2 separate regions of the Oryctolagus cuniculus genome follow, and region 2 is linked to region 1. A link is a contact called in public Micro-C data. All regions are on one chromosome and are shown on one strand. The core of a region is the stretch at or near the end of the contact, and the rest is flanking DNA. Distances in the headings are between cores, read along the strand shown.

The links. A called contact is a pair of places that touch in the nucleus more often than the background predicts.
Region 2: a Micro-C map of ear pinna shows a contact between it and region 1, with 5 times the contacts expected there. The contact joins the promoter of SGK2 here to the promoter of GTSF1L in region 1. A contact is called at or near these places in 4 of 6 Hi-C or Micro-C datasets (ear pinna, embryonic fibroblasts, skin fibroblasts and 1 more).

The regions. Positions count from the first base shown.
Region 1 is chr11:15,253,900-15,260,357 of mOryCun1.1, reverse strand. It overlaps GTSF1L (gametocyte specific factor 1 like), which reads right to left and starts at 5,159. Exons shown (of 1, transcript XM_002721064.5): 1 at 4,280-5,159. The coding sequence starts at 4,815. The coding sequence ends at 4,369.
Region 2 is chr11:15,382,380-15,388,455 of mOryCun1.1, reverse strand. It overlaps SGK2 (serum/glucocorticoid regulated kinase 2), which reads left to right and starts at 2,444. Exons shown (of 14, transcript XM_008274453.4): 1 at 2,444-2,463. The coding sequence starts at 2,459. It overlaps L3MBTL1 (L3MBTL histone methyl-lysine binding protein 1), which reads left to right. Exons shown (of 22, transcript XM_070051824.1): 20 at 1,819-1,976; 21 at 2,401-2,463.

The sequences.
Region 1 (6,458 bases), core at 3,910-6,409:
CCTAGGATCGCATAGTGTGACTTCCCTGATTTGCCCATGCTAAGGACGTGTGGACTGTGGTCTGCCGATGTGAACGTGTCAGCCTCCTACGTGGGTGAACTCGTGTGTGCATTTCTGGGCTGTACAGATCTGGAAGCAGACTTCTGGGGATGCGTTCAACCTGAGCGGTGCGGCCACTTGCTCCTTAACAGCTCTGTGATGGTGGCAAGCTACTTAGCTTCTGAGTCTTTGTTTCTTTTATGATTTTACCTTTTTGAGTTAAAAAAAAAAAAAAAAAAACTACTTGAGAAGCAGAGACAGAGAGATCCCATCTGCTGGTCTCTCCAGATAGCCCCAAAGGCTGGTCTCCCATGTGGGTGTCGGGAGCCCACTTACGTAAGCCATCCCTGCTGCCTCCCAGGGTCTGCATTAGCAGGAAACTGGACTTGGGAGCGGGAGCTGGGATCAAATCCAGGCACTCTGATGGGGGACACAGGCCAGCTGCTGAGGCTCACTTCTCGTGCCTGTGTGCGGGACGTAGAACGTTGGCCCATCAGCGGCGTGGCCGGGCTGCGGCTCCAGCCCTCCTGCACCATTCTTTGATGAAAGCACAGATTCCGCACCTTCTCCCCTGCCTTCCTCCCCTTCCCGGCTCCCTCTCAGCATGCACTGGGACGCCTCGCCCGCTGCCGCTCCCCCAGCCTGGGCCAGCTCCCCTTGTGGTCCCCCAGCTCCGGGGGGGACCTCAGCACTTGCTTGCTGTGGTCACCGTTACTGCTGGGATTTTTTATGATCGTTTTCCTGCACACAGGCCAGAAAGAAGGAAGGGGAGAGAACAGCCGCTGATGTCCCAGGAGTGTAGCATACACGTCCCCGGCTCTCCAGACAGGAGTTTTATGTCCTGTTCTGGAAACAACACCTGGAGGCGCTCTGTGAGTGTGAACAGGAAGCCTTGCCCACAGTGGGCGCTGTAAGACACAGCTGACTTCCATCAGGGTGTACTGGCAGGTGTAGCATTGTGCCAAGGATTCTGAAGGTGTTGTCCCAGCTCAGAAAGAGTGTCAGGTTGATTAGTTATGTCTGTTACATGGCACTCATGTTAGCTGTTTACTATCTCTGCTTCTATAGTTGGAATGAATGTGTATTTTATTTAGGGACATAAGATACTTTTTTAAAAATTTTTCTTTAGCTTTTTTTTTTCTTTTTAAGGTTTTATTTGTTTGAGAGGCAGGGTTACAGAGAAAGGGAGAAACAGAGAGAGGTCTTCCATCCACTGGTTCACTCCTGAATGGTTGCAACGGCCGGAGCTGCACTGATCCAAAGCCAGGAGCCAGGAGCTTCTTCTGGTTCTCCCACGCAGGTGCAGGGGCCCAAGTACTGGGGTCATCTTCTACTGCTTTCCCAGGCCATCAGCAAGGAGCTGAATTGGAAGTAGAGCAGTCAGGACTCAAAATGGCGCCCATATGGGATGCTGGTGCTGCAGGTAGAAGTTTAAACGATCCCAAGTGAAATATTTTTACATTAATATGAATTGTGGATGTATTTTGGATTGACTTATACTATTTAATTCTGTTTTTATTATTTTTTGGTTGAATTTATAAAGTTTTCTGTCATCTCCTGGTCTCTTTTCTCTTCTTGCCTGGTTTGGAAAACGTAAAACACTTTATTTTAGAGACTATAGTGTTTTAGTAGACATATTTGCTCAGTGTTCTATTCTGAGCAAAGCCTTCTCCAACCTTTTATTATTTTAAATGCAAAATTGATTATCTCATTGGTTATTTACCTGTTTTCTAAACTTGCTTGCTTGTCATTATCTCTTACTCCTTTACGTGTTCTTGCTGAGTAAGACCGCTGTCACAGCAGCAGGGAGCTTTGGCTGAGGTTTCCCTAGGAGTCCTACGTGTGTTTGTGGATGTGTCACCCCTGCTTGTGGGTGAAGAAACCGGCAGAGACGTCTGGGAGCCGACAGGTGGTCAGGTGGGGATTCCGCCCCGCACAGGACGGTCCAGAGTCCATTCTTGTCTCCATCATGATGCCTTTCACTCTGCGTCACATTTCTCATTCTGAAATCACTTCAGAAGTTTTGCAATGATAGAGTGAGGCGTTCCCAGATGCCCTTCCTCTAGTCTCCCACAATGTTAACATCTTTAAAAACTACAGCACCTTTATCAAAGCTGAGATTCAGATTGGTACAATATTAACTCCACCTCAACATTTGTATGGATTTCACCACTTCCGTGAATGTCTTCTCCATTCCCAGAATTCCATATTGCCTTTACTATATGTACAGAGAGAACGGCAAGATGGCAGATTTGTATAAAAGAGTAAATTTGCCCGTCACCTGGCTGTGACGGTGGTTACATCCTGACCTGGTTGGTTCATTCACGTCTCAAGCCAGACTTCTCTTGTCCTGCTCCTGTTGGCCCCGTAGGTTGTAGGCACACAAGCATGCCCTCCACGTCCCTTTGTTTTGCCTCTGTGACAATTCTCTAGTTTATTTATTAGTCATCTGGTTTCTAAGGCCAACACTCAGAACTCCTTCATAAGAATTTCCTTCCCCAAGAAGTCTTTTAATGCTTTGAGGAAACAGGGCAAGGGATCAAAGGCAGTGGGTTACCACGACTTAGGGACATAGTGGCTAGGATTTCCTTATGAAAAGACTCCGTCACACTTCAGGCTTCTACCTTCTTCTTCTTCTTTTTTTTTTTTTTTTAAGATTTATTTATTTGAAAGGCAGAGTTACAGAGAGGCAAACAGAGAGAGAGAGGGAGAGAGAGAGAGGGAGGGGTCTTCCATCTGCTGGTTCACTCCTCAGATGGCCACATCGATTGGAGCTGCACCAATCCGAAGAAGCCAGGAGCCAGAAGCTTCTTCTGGGTCTCCCACCTGGGTGCAGGGGCCCAAGCACTTGGGCCATCTTCTGTTGCTTTCCCAGGCCACAGCAGAGAGCAGGATTGGAAGTGGAGCAGCTGGGACTTGAACCAGCGCTCATATGGGATGCCAGCACTGTAGGCAGTGGCTTAACCTGCTACGTCACAGCGCCAGCCAGCTCCTACCTTCCATTTTTTAAAAATACGTATTTGAGGGGTGAGCATTTGGCCCAGTGACGTTAGAGTCCCTGGGTTCCTGCCAGTGCAGACGCTGGGTGGCAGCAGTGAGAGTTCAAGTGGTTGGGTCCCTGCCACCCTTGCTGGGGACATGGACTGAGTTCCCAGCTCCTGCTTTGGCCCGGCTCAGCCTTGGCTGTTATGGGATTTGGGAGTGAACCAGAGGATTGGGAGATGTCTCTTTCTGTGTATTTAAACACGTACATAAATAAATAATGTATTTTAGTTTTCTGCCAGATAACCCTTTCCCATGTATTCACACACCAAAGGTGCTAGAGGATGTACAGACAGGAGGGGTCTCTTTGCCCAGTCCTGCTGTGAACTCACTGTCTTCCTGGGGATGGCCGCTGTCAGTTCCTGGTGAGGAGGTAAGGGGAGCCCTCTGTAAGGGGAGCCCATGGCAAACGTTTTAGACTCCTCTTCTGATGTGTGCTTGGAGAAAAAGCCCAGGCAAGCACAAGTGTTGCCCACAGCTCCACAGAAACAGTGGCTGAGCGGGCAGACTGCTCCAGACATGGCTGCTATCTTAAGCCACACCCAGCCCTGCCTTCATTGGTTTGCCTGCTACCTGTGGCTGCTATGGCGGGGCCCAGTAGTTGCCACCGATACCACGTGGGTGGCAAACCCTAAAATGTTTGCTCTCTGGCCCTTTACCGAAAATGTGTGCTGACCTCCGAGTTAGGCAGTAGGCCTTAGCCTTGCCAGGGCCGTGCGGACAGCGGGTCGTGCCCGATGTCATGGTGTGGCCACCCCGGACCCTCCTGACTGAGCTTTTCTGATCCGCTGACAGCGTTGCAGTGAGTCCCCCGTACCTGCTCGCCTTCCGCGTGTGTGGAGGTGTGACGGTGCTCCCGAAAGCTCATGGAAAATGGAATTAAAAGATAAGCTTGTTTTGGAGCAAAAGGTTTTTGAAATCCAGGCATAGTTTTTCCCTAATACACATTTTCCCTGAACTTTGTGAAGCCCCGTCGTATTTACAAGACAAAATCCTAGGAGTGGACTCACCCAGTCCAACACTAGGTGCATGGATCACTTCACAGCTGTCACGGGACTGCCCCCAAGGAGGGGGCGTCACCTTCCATCCTGCCCCTGCTCTCCCAGGGCCCATTTCACCCCACCTCTGCCTGCAGAATATTTTGAAGCCTTTGGCTCTTTACCAATATGCTAGATGACCAAAGAAAAGATCTCCAGGGTGGAGCACTTTGCATGCCCTTTATTCCAATGAGTTGCATATCATCGCTCATGCATGTGGCAGGTGCGTGATTCTTCCTTCCCGGGCACCTTACTGTCCTGGTCTGAGGATCTTCTGGGGGTTGGTCTCTTTCTCTGACTCTCTCGCGTCACTTTCACAAACCAGCTTTTGTGGGACAAAAGTCTTCAGGACAAACATCGGGTGGCAGTTAGCGCCGTCGACATTCCAGATGTCAGAGTTGGAAAGCCAGGGGGAGACCTGCAGGGGGTCGTCTTCCTGCTGTGGGCCTGGGAGACCACCTTTCAGAGGGCTCAAGCTGTCGTCTTCCTCCAGGGAGCTTCTGTTGATGCAGGAAGCCTCGTGCTCCTCCAGCTTTCTGATGGGGACCACGTGGCAGGCGTTGTATTTGCAGCTGGCCATCTTTTTGGCTTTTTTGGGGTTCTTTCTCCTGCATGATGCCAGGTGGTACTGGAATCTGCTGAGGGGAATCCGGTGGTGCGGATCGTAAGGGCAAATTTCTAAGGCTTCTGGCTCCATGAGGAATTGTTCTCAAAGCACAGTGTCTTCACTGCCCAGAGTCTAAGAGAAGTGTCCCCCGAGGAAGAGTCCTCCTGTGAGAAGGATGGAGTCGTCCTCTGCCGCTGTTGGCCCTTGGAACTTTGTAGGCAACGCTCTGGACCACGAGTGGCAGGTTAGGAGAGGCACCGGGGGTTGTTGGAAGCAGCTAGGCAGAGACCAGAGCTAGCCAATGGCACTTGACACGGAAGAACTCTATGGAGCAGGTGTAAGGGCCAGAACACCATCTCAGCTGCACAGGGAGGTGAAGGAGATAGGCACCCACCCCCGGCCTGGACTGGCAGAGACACGCTGTGTGATGTCAGGGCCGGTCACAATGGGCAGCTTACATCAGCAGGAGAAGGTCACTTCCTGTTTGCCTCGGGGGAGGGGCTAGTGGCTTGGGGGTGCTGCTGTTCAAAGCCAGTCATGGCATCTGTGTTGTCCTTTAAATCTAACTGCCCGTGCTAGTTTAATCTAATTTCCGATTTATCTGGATTTAAATCTACCACCTGTTTTGTGCTATCTTGTCTTTGTCTTATTTTTCTCTCCTTCCTTCCCTCTTTTAAACAATTCAAAAATTTTTTTCCATATTTTCCCACTATTTTGTGCACCCTCTTCCTCCACACATTGCAACACTCATGGGTAACTGACCAGAGCTTGAAGTTAATAAATGTTTTGCCTTCTTTCTGGGTAATGGAGGGGCTTCTCTTCACTTATGCCCCTCTTGACCCCTCATTCCCTATATGAGTTCTCAAAAACTAATGGGAAAATGTGTTTTATGAAACAAATATGCTTGGATTTTGGATATTTTTGTGCCAACATAAGCTTTTTTTTTTTAAAAAAAGATTTATTTATTTTACTTGAAAGTCAGAGTTACACAGAGAAGGAGAGGCAGCGAGGCAGTGAAAGAGAGAGAGAGAGAGAGAGGTCTTCCATCCTCTGGTTCACTCCCAATTGGCCGCAACGGCTGGAGCTGCGCCGATCCGGGGCCAGGAGCTTCCTCAGGGTCTCCCACGCAGGTGCAGGGGCCCAAGGGCTTGGGTCATCATCTTCTGTTTTCCCAGGCCATAGCAGAGAGTTGGATCAGAAGTGGAGCAGCCAGGACTTGAACCGGTGCCCATATGGGATGCCAGCACTGCAGACAATGGCTTTACCCGCTATGCCACAGCGCCGGCCCCAACATAAACTTTTAATTTCACTTTTTTGTGATCTTTTTGAAATGCCCTCGCATCTTAAGCTTAATTAGAACTTCCCTAGGCACTGTGGCTGCTGTCGCTGTCCTGGGTTTGTCTGTGCCCGACCTCCTGCTCCCTGCTGGCTCTCTGCTCCCCTGATCTCACGTTCCAGACCTTCCATGTTGGATCGCCTTAGTGTTAACTTTCAGAGTCGCTTCTAGACACACTCTGGTTCTGTTGTCTGACAGCTCTATTTCACTCATTCTTTTTCTTAAAAAGTTATTTATTTGAAAGAGCATCAGAGAGAGAGGGAAAGACAGAGATCTTTGATCTGCTGGTTCACTCCCCAAATGGCAGCTATGACCGGGAGTGGACCAGGCTGAAGCCAGCAGCCAGGAATTTAGTTCTGGTCTCGTGTGTGTGTGTGTGTGTGTGTGTGTGTGTGTG
Region 2 (6,076 bases), core at 1,195-3,694, 130 kb before region 1:
TCTGAGGGGAGGGCCAGAGCGAGCCTGTACTAGGTGGTGAGTTTATCTCGCGTCTTCAGCTGCTGGTGCAGGGCCTGCCACCCGGCAGGAACACTGGGCATCTTGTCTCGGTGGCATGGAAGGACATCATTTTAAGGCTAGAAGAGACCTTGGACACTCACCTGGTTCATTGCAGTTTCTGGGTTGGGCCCAGGCCACTCTGGTTCTTCAGGAACTGTTCTCTGATCCAGGCAGCGTGAGTGTGCACATAACACAGTGACGGGAAAACACAGCCCTGAAGTCGGATGGTGTTTTACAGGCTGGGAGACCTTGGGCAGGAGCACCACCTGTCCAAGGGCTGGCAGCATCAGCACCCGGCTCCTAGTGCTGCGGCTCTCTGCCCGGCACCCTCTTGCTGCCGTTCCACCCTCTTCTCTTGGTGGAGACAGAATTCCTGCAGCCTCAGGCCTGAGCGAGGATGAGGGGGCCAGGGCTTCTGAGGCTCTTGTGGGCGTGGGGGTGGGGGGCGGTCCCATTGGTCAGCTCCCATTGCAGGGCCAGCACATGACCACCAGAGGGCATCTGTCTACCGTGTGGTCTTCTGAGCAGTTAAGTCCTGGAGACTAAGACTGGCCCAGAGAGAGGAAGGAAGGAGGAGGCCAAGGCCTCTAGGTACTTCAAAGACAGAGCAGGGGACAGAGTCCGTGTGTCCACCTGCTGGCCTCTGGCAGAAGGCACACTGGCCACTCTGGGTTTTGTCCCCAGCGAGACATCTGCAGATAGGTCTCAGGGTGGGCTTGGACTTTGCTGGTGAGCTGCTCCACCCGGAGGCTTCCTGGCCAGCACAGGACTTGGCTCTGCCTGCCCTGTAGTCTTGGGAGTGTCCACTGTTTGAAGAAACCAGGGCGGCCGTTTCTGACCTGGTGCCAAGTAGGTTGCAGTTAGATAAGATGGCAGAACTGCCCACGAGAGCTCCTGGCCTGTGCTCTGGAGGAGAAAGAAATGGAGGGAGGTGCCCTGCAAACACCATGCTGTCCCCCAGAGCCCACCCAGGTTGCAGGCAGGACCCTGGGCAGGGTGCGGTCAGGAGGCCCAGCCTGTGGCAGGTGGATGAGGTTGCTGTGCTGGGTCCCACAGGAGATCCTGGTGTGTCCCGGGGGCTGTGGGGCTGGCTGGCAGTGCAGAGGGAGCAGCCTTGGGTGATACTGCAGTGGGGCAGTTGGGGCCCCGGGCGGGCACTCTGGCTTGGGCCTGGGGGCAGACAGGGCCCAGGGAGGGAGAGTCACAGAGCAAAGTGGTCAGGCGGGCTCCTGATGAAGCCAGAGAGGCTAGGGCTGGTGTGCAGGTGTCGATGCAGACCAAGCTGGTGGGAGTGGCAGGAGAGAGGCACTGGGGCCTGGGACAGCGGCAGCAGCCATGCGGTGGGACAACTGCGATTCTGAATCAGAAGCATTCCAGCTCGGAGACAGCCGTCCGGGGCCCAGAAGGTCTTAGGAAGGGAAGGGCAGGCGGAGGACCTCTAACGTCAGGGCTGGGCTTGTTTGGGTTTGGGGGACCGTTTGGATGCAAGGTGTGCAGCAGCCTACAGACAGCAAGCATCCTTGTGGGCCCCTGTGTGACACAGCCTCAGAGAGGCGGGGTGAGGGGTCGCCCCAAGTAACTGGCCTGCAAGTCTGCACTGAGGGACCCACTTTACCAGGAGGCGCAGTCAGGAGACACGATGACGCCCCTGGACTCACAGGATCTCGGGAGAGGCCCCAGGGTCCTGTGTGCTCCGCCCACTGAGCAGGCATCCGGGACGGGATGGCTGGGGCCTGCCAGCCTCCCTCTGCCTTGCAGCGCTCACTCCCGATGTCGTGCACCAGTCCCTCTTCACGTCGGCCCTGGCGGCCCACCCGGACCGCTCACTGTCCGTGTGCTGGGAGCAGCACTGCAAGCTCCTGCCTGGGGTGGCGGGCATCTCGGCCTCGACAGTCGCCAAGTGGACCATCGAGGAGGTGAGGAGTGAGAGTCCCTCCCTCATCTGCCTCCTGCCCCTCTTCTCCCCTGGCGGGAAGGCTCAGGAGAACCCCTGGTCTGGGTAATCAGGGACCCAGGACCCCTCCCGACCCGAGCTCCTGCTCATTCCTTCTGGCTGCCTGGCAGGGGCTGATGGAGACACTGTCCTCTGATAGGCCCAGACTGTGGGTGGGGGGTGTGGCCTGTGCCCACAGCAATCCCGCAAGGGAGTCAGGCCTCAGCCATGCGTCTCGGGAGTGAGGAGCCTCACCTCGCCCACACGCCAGCCCAGAGATGGGGCTGGCGAGCAGAAGCGGCAGTGGCACAGCCCCGAGGGCACTGAGGCCACACGGGCTCAGGCCAGCTGCACGCACACACTCCCAAGCCCCAGCCCCTTGTCAGCCTGCTCCTTTGGTTCCCCAGGTCTTCGGCTTCGTTCAGACCCTGACAGGTTGCGAGGACCAAGCACGCCTCTTCAAAGATGAGGTAAGGTGTGAGTGCGGAGCAGGGGCCGGAGGCAAGGCCACTGTGTCCTCGAGGCGGCAGGAAGCAGGTGCCCTCCTCAGCACTGCTGCGGCCCAACTACTCACAGAGACCCGTGTGTCTGGGGGAAGTCTGGCCCAGCCTGGGGACCCTGTGTGTTCAGCGTCATCTTTAGGAAGGAAAACACACCCTGGAGACAGGACTCGCTTCACTTCTCTGCTCTGTCTTCTATTTGCCAGACTTATCTTAACCTGTCAACAAATTAAACTGATTTGAATGGCTCAGGCAATTCTGTCTACTGCAAAGATCCTAACACACACTTAAAAGCAGACCTGATTGCTTATGAAGATGAGAAGCAGTGAGTTGTGGATGAAAGAATGCTGGCTTGGGAGCCTGGGTTGGGATCCCAGGTCTGCTGATGCATTCCTTGTCTCTGGGCCTGTGTCTTCCTGACTATAAACAGTGGTATACTGAGGACTGCCCTGTAGGGCCACTGTCAGCCCTGGAAATGAAGAATGAGACGTTGTATTAGAACATCTAGTGTAGTGACATCGCTAGCGTGTTTGTGTGTGTATATGCAATAGCAATATTATTGAGTAACATGTAAATCATATTCCTATACCAGAATGCCTGATACAGTGAGGTAATAAATGGTAATTCTGACTTTTAAAGAGATTTATTTATTTATTTGAAAGTCAGAGTTACAGAGACAGAGAGAGAGATCTTCCAACTGCTAGTTCACTCCCCAGATGGCTGCAACGGCCAGTGCTGAGTCAGGAGCTGCATCTGGGTCTTTCACGAGGGTGGCAGGGGCCCAAATACTTGGTCCATCTTTCACTGCTTTTCCCAGGCCATTAGCAGGGTGCTAGATAGGAAGTGGAGCAGCCAGGACATGAACTGGCACCCATATGGGATGCTGGCATTGTAGGTGGTGGCTTTACCCACTAGGCCACAACACTGGCCCCATCTGAATTTTTTTTAAAAGATTTATTTGTGTATTCATTTGAAAGAGTGACTGAGAAAGAGGGCAAGACAGTGAAGGAGGGGCCGGCGCTGTGGCGTAGTGGGTAAAGCTGCTGCCTGCAGTGCCAGTATCCCATATGGGCGCCATTTCGAGTCCTAGCTACCCCACTTCTGATCCAGCTCTCTGCTATGGCCTGGAAAAGCAGTAGAAGATGGCCCAAGTCCTTGGTCCCTGCACCCGTGTGGGAGACCTGGAAGAAACTCCTGACTCTTGGTTTCAGATTGGTGCAGCTCCAGCTGTTGTGGCCAATTGGGGAGTGAACCAGCAGATGGAAGACCTCTCTCTCTCTCTCTCTCTCTCTCTCTCTCTCTCTTTGCCTCTCCTCTCTCTGTGTAACTCTGACTTTCAAATAAATAAATAAATAAATAAATCCATTTTTTTTAAAAAAAGGACAGTGAGGGAGAGAGAAATCTTCCATCCTCTGGTTTATCCCTCAAATGGCTGCCACAGTCAGGGCTGGGCCAGGGTGAAGCCAGGAGCCTGGAACTCTGGGTCTCCCATGTGGATGGCAGGGGCCCAAGCACTTGAGCCATCTTCTGCTGCCTTCCCAGGTGCATTAGCAAGAAGCTGAACTGTAGGTGGGTCAGTTGGGACTTGAACCTGCACTCCAATAGGAGATGATGGCTTTGCAAGCAGCAACTTCACCTGCTGCACCACAACACTGGCCCCTAGTTCTGGCTTCCAGTGCTCAGGTTTCCTTAAATAAAGAACTTCATGACTCTACAGAGTATGAAACAGTAAGGGACCTTTGATTTTGTATAGGGCTTCCTTCCAAACAATACGGATACCCTCCTTTGCAGCTCCTTCAGCCAGGGAAGCGTGGTCTCAGCAGCCCATCGCTGACCACTCCAGGTCAGGTGGTCCTAACAAGGCCCCCATTTAACTAGCCTGTCAACCACGGCAGGTGCTTACAAGTGAGGGAACTGGGCATCTTGGGCAAGGGCCTTCGCCTCTCTGCCTCAGCGTCCTCGTGTGTGAAATGGGGGTGACACTGGTATCGCTTCCTAAGGTTGTCATGAAGGTTAAATGCATTAATGAGTGATGAGTGCTTGCTTAATTAAACAAGTGTGCAGCACCTAAGAAGCAACACGGAATGTCTTCTGTGCCTGATTCCCGAGGACCAGACATAGGAGCAAGGTTCTTCTCAAAACCAGCAGCCCTGGCCCTGCACAGCCTCCGCTGCCCCAGCTCTCTGGTCTGACTTCCTCTCTCACACCTGGCATCTTCCTTCCCTGACAGTACCCACCAGCCTGTCCCCAGAGCTAGCCATTAGCAACATTTTCTGTATTTGCTTCGCCTATTTTTGGTTGAAGTTTTGTTTTTATTTTATTCATTTGTTTGAGAGGTATAGTTACAGACAGAGAGAGGGAAAGACAGAAAGAAAGGTTTTCCATCCACTGATTCACTCCCCAAATAGCCGCAATGGCCGGAGCTGGGCCCATCCGAAACCAGGAGCCAGGAGCTTCTTCCAGGTCTCCCACGTGGGTGCAGAGACCCAAGGACTTGGGCCACCTTCCATGGCTTTCCCAGGCCATTAACAGGGAGCTGGCTCAGAATAGGAGCAGCTGGGGCATGAACCGGCGCCCATATGAGATACTGGTGCTGCAGGCGGAGGCTTAGCCTACTATGCCACAGTGCAGCCCAAAAATTATTTTATTATTTTATTAAAATATCGTAACTAGTGGTTCACAGGAACCTAACCATTTTTGAAGATTTATTTTTATTTATTTGAAAGGCAGAGTTAGAGAGAGAGAGAGAGAGATCTTCCATCTACTGGCTCAAAAAACCATAATGGCCGGGGCAGGGACAGGCTGAAACCAGGAGCCTGGGACTCCAGCTGGGTCTCCCATGTGGAAAGCTGGGGCCTAAGGACTTGGGCAATCTTCCACTGCTTCTCTAGGAACACTAGCAGGGAGCTGAGTTGGAAGTGGAGCAGCCGGGACTCGAACTGGTGCTCATATGGGATGCAGCTGTCGTGGGAGGTGGCTTAACCCACTGTGCCACGACACCAACCCCTATATGAAGTCATTTTAAGGAAATTATAGACATCATGATGTTTTACCTTGAACACTTTCATTTGCGTGTCTTAAAGCTAAGGGCTTTCTGGCCAGGTATTTAACCTAGCAGTTAATGTGCCCCTGTCCCACGTCCAAGTACTGGAGTGCGATGACTGCCTATAGCTCCCGACTTCAGCTCTTTGCTAATGCACACCCTGGGAGGTGGCAGTGACAGCTCAGGGGGTTAGATTCCTGTCACATGCATGGGAGACCTGGATTAAGTTCCCAGCTCTTGGCTTTAGTCCCCAGCCCAGTCCCACCCATCTTGGGCTTTGGGGGAGTGAACTAGCAGATGGGACCTTTCTCTCTAAGTCTATTTGTCTGTCTCTCTGTGTGTCTCTCTTCCTGTGCGTCACAAATAAATAAATAAACATTTTCAGAAGCCACTAAGGATTTTCCCTATGTAAGCCCAACACTGTTGCCCCTCTCCAAGATGGACAGGAACTCTGTTGTATGACCGCGTCCACTAACCAAGTCTGTATGCCGACATCTCCATTTCTCCATTGCCTCTGAAGAGTTGTTGGCAGTTTTTGAG